2 separate regions of the Mus musculus genome follow, and region 2 is linked to region 1. A link is a contact called in public promoter capture Hi-C data. All regions are on one chromosome and are shown on one strand. The core of a region is the stretch at or near the end of the contact, and the rest is flanking DNA. Distances in the headings are between cores, read along the strand shown.

The links. Promoter capture Hi-C pulls out the DNA fragments that hold promoters and counts their contacts.
Region 2: a promoter capture Hi-C map of pre-B cells shows a contact between it and region 1. The contact joins the promoter of Cep135 here to the promoter of Dcun1d4 in region 1. A contact is called at or near these places in 2 of 39 promoter capture datasets (cranial neural crest and pre-B cells).

What each region holds. Positions count from the first base shown.
Region 1 is chr5:73,489,206-73,492,551 of GRCm38.p6, reverse strand. It overlaps Dcun1d4 (DCN1, defective in cullin neddylation 1, domain containing 4 (S. cerevisiae)), which reads right to left and starts at 1,526. Exons shown (of 11, transcript NM_178896.5): 1 at 1,361-1,526. The coding sequence starts at 1,385.
Region 2 is chr5:76,587,043-76,590,782 of GRCm38.p6, reverse strand. It overlaps Cep135 (centrosomal protein 135), which reads right to left and starts at 2,084. Exons shown (of 26, transcript NM_199032.3): 1 at 1,859-2,084.

The DNA.
Region 1 (3,346 bases), core at 277-2,776:
GCACCCAATCCAACCGCGGCCCAGGGCGGCTGGGACTACAAGACCCAGAATTCCACGAGACTGCCTTTCCCTTTACACCGGCTCGGGGAGCCAGACCCTAAAGGAAACCCCTAAAGCACCCTCCCGGTGCTTCGGGCGGAGGTAGCTTCTCGCACGCGCGTTGCTATGCCTCCAAAGCGGCCCTCCGTACAAGGTAACAGGTCTTGACGCATCAGCCTCTACACCTGATGGCCAGAAATTAGAGAACTGCGTCACACACTGCCAAACCTACGGACCGCCGGGGACCCCGACAACCTCTTACGCCAATTCCTCCACCCCGCTTCCAGGACCCCTGCGGGTCGAGTCAGCTCGCAGACAGCGGCCTCCCGGTCCTGTAACCCCAGCCCGCGCTGACCTCGCTCCCCGTTGCTCGCCGAACGCGGAGGCTACTGCCAGCCTCGGGACACCTCCCGGGTACCCGGCCCCGCCCCCTCTCCTCAGTGCACCCCGAGGCTCAATGGTGGTCCCCTCCTAGGCTGGAACCGGGCCTCTCCAGGGAGGAGGCGCCTCCCCCAATGGACAGTCCAACGCTCCCCACCCCGCCCCAAGAGCACCGTACCCGAAGATGACAGCCCTCCCAGTCCCCGCTTCTCCCCACCTACTCTTCCTCCTAACTCACTCCGCACACCCTCCCCGACCCCTGTCCCAGCCCCCAAACTGCACAGCAGTCCTATCCGCCATCCACTCCTCCGGGGACCGCCTGTCCCAACACCTGCCCCCCAAGCCCTCTCCCCACTCCCGACCGCCGTCCCGCACACCGGACTCCACAACTCTCCCATCCCACCGCGGCGTCTCCCACTCCATGGCCCCCGTTACATCACCCCCCATCCCCTCACCGGCCCGGCCGCTGCCCCAGCTCCCCACCCATTGTTCCCGCCCCCGCCCCCAGCCCTCCTTCCCATTGTCCCCGCCCCCTCTCCCCTCGCACTCCCCCGCCTTCCCCGGTAGACCGTACGGCTCGGGCCCCGCAAGCCTCACCCTGTACTCGGACCGCAGGCCCTCTCCCTGCCCGCTCGTACCACCCCCGACCCCAGCTGCCAGCGCCCGCCGCCGTCTCCACCTCCGTGCACCACCGACTCTCGGCCCCCGGCCTTCCAGAATGTCCCCCCTCCCCCAACCGCGGAAAGCCAGCCAGTCCCCACCCCCTCCCCGCCGCCCCTGCCCCCGCCCCAGCCGCCCGCAGCGTCACGGCCCTCGGACTCCAGGAGGGGTTCAACCCGCTCCCGGGCCAGGGACTCCAGCGCGATCGGAACCGGAGAAGTGGAGAAGGGAGCGCAGGAGCGGACGCGGTGTGCGGGCCCGCTGGCTCTGTGCTACTCACTGACAGCTGCAGCATCCGAGTGCATTTTCGGGCAGCTCACACCCGCCTGCCGCCCGGGCTCCCGCGCTCCACTCGCGGTCCCCCTACCGACTCCCCAAACCTTAGCTCGCAACAGAGGACCGCCGGCTTCTTCTCCGGCCCGCCCATCCCGCCCTTCTCATTGGCTAGACCCCAGCCGGGGGACCGCCCCTCTTCGGCTCTCATTTGACCGAAGAAGTGCTGGTTGCGCCGCCTGCAGCTGGCAAGGAGGCCCCGCCCCCTAGACTGCAACGTGATTGGCCCCGGCGTCTCGCCTCCGACCGCCCCTGGTGGAGGCCACTGTTCGGAGCCGCAGGTTGGACCCAACGGCTGTCAGTCATTCAGGGGTCCGAAAGCGCGTGGAGGGGCGAGACTGGGGAATTGGTCCACCTTGACCCTGAAGCCCCGCCCTGTGGCGGGCGGATCCTGGAGCGGGAGACCAACCGAGAGCCCAGCCGAGAACCTGGGTTAAGCATCCGAAACAAAGCAGCCTGAGGGACCTAGAGCCAAGCTCCAGCCCACAGGGACTGGTGTTCCCTGGGAGGCCATCGGCCAGATCCCGCTACTGCCCGCGCCCGGGTCCCGCCGGTTCTCCTCAATCGTTTCCCATTGCGGAAAATTAGAAGAAGAAAAATATCTCCGCTTTCCTCCCCTTTATGCCACAACCTTTCTGTCCTCAACTTTGGAAATGCGCCTCTTTTTCAGAGTCAATTATTCAGAGTCATGCGTTACTTGCGCCAAAGGTTTCGAATGCTTCAGGCATTGAACGTCAGACACCTCTGCGGTCCCCAGACAGCGAGAGAAAAACCTAGTGCCACATTAGGCTCTGGGGTCAGCCTGACACCAAGATAAGCCAGGTCCCCTGACTATAAAAGTCTAAGAAACATAAGTCGAACCTGGCCAAACCGCTGTTTAGCAGAGGGAAGCGTTAATGGGGTTGTGATTGTTAAGTGTCCTAAATACTGCTTTTGTTGTTTCTTGGAGTTTTTCAGTACTTGAAAACCAGTTCTCCACAATCACAGGTAATGCAATAACGCTGAGATGTGCGAGGGTGGGCGCCCCGCCCCCACCGCAAACACACACTCCATGTCCAAACCTCGCTTGCCCCAACCACAGCCTGGACAGCCTGTAGATTCCGCCACACGCACTGGATGATATGACCAAAGATAACAAAGGGGTCCTGCGTTAGGATTCTGAATTCTACAGCCCAGGCTCTTGAGTTGTAGAGTTCTGAAATCCGGACAAATGTTACAAGCGCAAAACAGCTTACAGTCCTTGTTATCTACATCACTGTGTTTGTTACTGTGATATGTTCCATCTCATCGCCCTCTATTTCTCTGTAATTAAATTGAATCCCAATAACGCAATCTTTCATATTTGTCATTCAAATGCATATGATTCACTTCATCAAATTGCAAAATATCAGAATTGCATCTGAAGACAAGAACTCTTCATAGAGCATTCTTTTGGGTCTCCTTAACAGGACAGAGTCTTAGCCAAGTCTCATAAACAAAGGAAGGTACTTGTAGGCTCCTGGGTTGGGAGCTTCTATATTTTTTTAAGTGCTTATTCTGGGCAAAGTCTTTTTGTGTTCATTATTCTGTTCCTGATTTCAGCCTAATATAGTAAGAACTACAGTTTATTCGTGTTTCTGAGACTTTCTTATGTATAATATTTGTTGTGTTTGAGTTTTGTTTCCCATATTATTTTGCACAGAAAAGAGGTTTACTTCTTGGTACTTGTAAATTAAAATAAGCCCGTGATTTATATTAGTTATTAATCTGCTATATTGATTTATCTGCAGCAAACTTTATGGTTGTGAGACTATTAAACCTAAAGGACCTGCTGCCAGTTCGCTTTCTCCCTGCTCTCAGCACTTCCTTGACACATAGTATCCAGGAAAAATAAATAAATAAATAAACAGAATTCTAACCTATGCTGGTTCTCAGCTGTTTCCACTAGGTTCAG
Region 2 (3,740 bases), core at 835-3,334, 3.1 Mb before region 1:
ACCTTGCAAAAGGCATCTTGAGGGAAATATATGAAAAGGTGCGTAACATGCAAAGACTCTCAGCTTAAGAAATCCACACACCACCCAGAGAGTAGAAAACCACTGTGGAACGAGCCAAACAGCTTCCTATTAAGTGAAACACAGTCCTAGCTGATAACACCATAATTCTATTCCTACAGCTTTACAAAAGAAAACGGACAGGAATATGCACAGGGAGACTCCAGCAGCTTCACCTGTAACTGTACAGAGCTGGAAAGGGGATGAACAAGCTATCCTACGCGGGCTAGAAACAGTTTCACGGGCCTCTGGAGAGTCTCTGGAAAGGATAGATCTTTTTTCCCAAAGTGATAGAGGACTGCCTGGGGTAAGTTACCCAGGCACAGACATTCATGGAAAGTGCTTAAAGGCACACTGAAGGTGCATTTCACCGTGTAAATTTCACTCCCATATTGGTTCTTTTCATTATTTTGAAATATACCATCCTGACTGGTCTAGAACTCATATTATTGGCCAGACAGCCCCATCTTTTTCTTCTGCCTGTGCCTTTGAGTGCTAGGACTACAGATGTGTACCACCAGGCCCAATCTTACTTCCTTTTTTTTTTTTTTTTAAGTAACACACATGTAAGTAGCTCAGTATACATTTTTATGCTTGTCTATTTCTATGCTTGTTTGTTTACCGTATCCAGGGTTAAGCACTGAGCCTATGACATGGTAGGAGAGCACTCTTTACTGGGCAATACCTCCAGCTGTTATACTTGTCTTCTCAAACACCTATGATTATTTATTATCTCTACCAATCTGCCCTAAAATTGAGTTATGCAGAGACCATTTCTAACCTTTGCCAAAAAATTGTAGTCATAGAACTCATGTTTCTAAATCAAATAAAAATTATGTCCTTCACCACTAGTAAAAATTATAAGTGCACATAAATGAATACATGCAAAACCTGATGCTCCAAACACCCATTGTGGGATCGAGTACCAATGTCACCGTTCCTATTTAAAGCATAAAGCCAAGAAGGCTGTCCCAAGAAAATAGCTTCCCCAACCACAGGGCTACTTCTAAATTAGTGTTTCTTCTTGGTTATCCCCGTTAACAAATCTAGGATCTTCTTTTAGAGGCTTCCCCTAGGGCTTTCTAGGTCCCTCCACAAAAGGACTTGATTGATGCCGGAGGTGTTTTACAGAAACTCCTGTGCTCACAAGAAAAACATCTGACAAGATAAATTAGCGGGGCAAACTCCAAGAACTATGCCCCCTCCTTGACAGCTGCCAACTCCGGGTACCAGGAAACCATCTTTCTCCATCCTTCATGAAGGCAGAATGAGAATACGAATCAAAAGACCATGGGCCATAATAAGTAAAGTCCTCCAGGCTGGGGGGTGATATGTACATATTAGGGTTTCCCCTATATTCCAGATCACAAGCTTTAAATCAAAACAGCCGAAAAGGGTAGGTTCCGCAGTTACAACTAGCTGTCCACTAAACCCTGGGGCGTTGTTGTCTCAAAGCGGGCACCTCTTACTTTCTCAGAAATATGCAACCTGCGGATACAGTAGCGTTTAAAAAAACCAACACCAGAGTGCGGGCACCGCAAAGGGCACGGGCCGGAGCGGCCAAGCAGTCCTTCCCCGGCTCAGGCCGGAGGGTGGAACGGCAGTTCTCCTCGGGTCGGCCCCGGGCCGCACGGACGGACGGACGGACCGACGGACTGTGGGACGGTCCCCGCGCCGCCCTCCCGCACTTCCTCCCGGCAGCGCCCGGGCTCCCGCCCTCGCTCGGGGGTGGGGGTGGGGACCGCCCCGGAGGCCCCGCGACCCGGCCCAGCCCCCGCGGCCTCCCCCGGGTGCGCCTCACCGCCGCTCCGTCCCGAGGTACATCGCCCTCCGGACCCGCTGTCCCCGCTGGCTCGTCCTGCTGCGGCCAATGGCTCCGGCACGAGCGCGGTTTGAAAATGGCGCGGAGAGAGACGGTCGCGGCCCACAAGGAGGGAGCGCCGCCGTTGCCCCGGTAACGGACCGGAGCGGCCCACAGTGGCGGCGCGCGCGCCGGCCGCCCGGAGATGGCGGCTTTCGGCCCTCGGTGCCCGGAAACGTAACGGCCGGCCGATGCCGGGGCTACGGCGCCCCCTGGCGGGGAGCCCGAACCTCTGCGGTGCCCGAGGACCTTGCCAACTGGCCGCTGGCGGTAACCATCAGCTAACCCCCAATGACCTTTCACAGGTGAATTTCTGCTGATCGCCCTGTCTTCCCCCTGGATGTCACTGTCCTTGCAGCTTCTCCTGGCTACCACTTGATAACAGTTATTGCCCCGTACCCATGTAAACCCCCAGAATAGAATCCGACCATCAAAACCTACTTGTTTACGTTTCTCCCTGCTGCTTCCAATTGTGGGCTCCTTGAATCAGATATTCTTTTATTCAACTGTATTTCTCTAGCATCTGTCACAGTATTTGTAAATGTTAAATTGAAATGAATTGCTTACAATAGCTTGCTCATGGTTACAAAGATCATGGTCAAATCCCCAGAGTCCACCACTCTCCTAAAAACTTTCTAGATGGTTAAGAGTTGAGTTTTTGTTTGTGCGTGTTTTGTTTTCTTTTGTTGTTTGTTTCTGCTTATATTCCTTACCAAGCCGGCCTTTCCTCTGACTATGTACTTTGTCCACTGCTCAGCACGGAACTGTATGTTGGGATGTGAATTGCTCTGTGCCGATTCATTCTTTGTTTTCACGTCTCAGTCTCCATTTTGTGTGCTTTGTCCGTTTTTAATTGGAAGTTTTAAGGAGCTAATGAATCCTGTAGAGATTTTTATACCATCTTGCACATATACAAGTAAGCATATGTTTATGTAAAGACAAATATCTTTTTTAAAAAAAGTCATAAATATCAGAAATTGGCTGTGCATAGCCATCTAGTGAAGATAGATAACATTGGTGGCCCCCCTTACCCCAAACACACACCAACTAAATGTTAGAACAAAACTCAGTGAAGAAATACAACGGGGTACATGGGATTGAAAGCTACAGTTAGCCTTTGTTCCAAGTGGCATTGATAACCCAGAGTCAGGGTCACTGCTGACCTCCGAGGCCTAAGGTCAGGGATCCTGGCACACAAAACTTGAAAGATGAGAATGCAGAATGCTGCTGCTTCCCACCCAAGTCCTAGCGCTTTAAGCAAATTGCATGGCTGTGGAGGCATGGAGGAAAACAGATGCCCTCACCACAGAAAGTGAGCTTTGTAGACTTAATATCAGCACCAACAGGAGTTCCTGAAACACTTAGAATGAGGTTTGCCTAGAGGCTGGTGGGGTCCTGATTGTAAGGAGGAAGAAAGCCAGATGTAAAGGTAAAAGAGTTGCTTTCACTGAAAACTGATGCTGTAGTTTAGATCTGAAATGTGGTGGTCTGAAGGAGATTGGCCCCTATAGCCTCATATACTTGAATAGCATGACCCCTAGTTGGTGGAACTGTCTGGGAAGGATTAGGAGGTGTGACCTTGTTGGGAAAAGTGTGTCACTGGGGATGTGATGGCTAACATTATATTGATGGCTCACTTTAAAACTGCTTGAGAGAAGCAGAAACCAAAAATGGACTTCCAATGGGTTAGATTTTAAAATTGCCTGGTTTTGCACAACTTTAACAAAACTACTGTTTCTGCTTCGTAAACAAAAGCTTGTTTTACATGAGATGACTTTGTGCTCTTTGCCTGTGTAAGTCCCCCACTGAGGTGGCTGGGGGC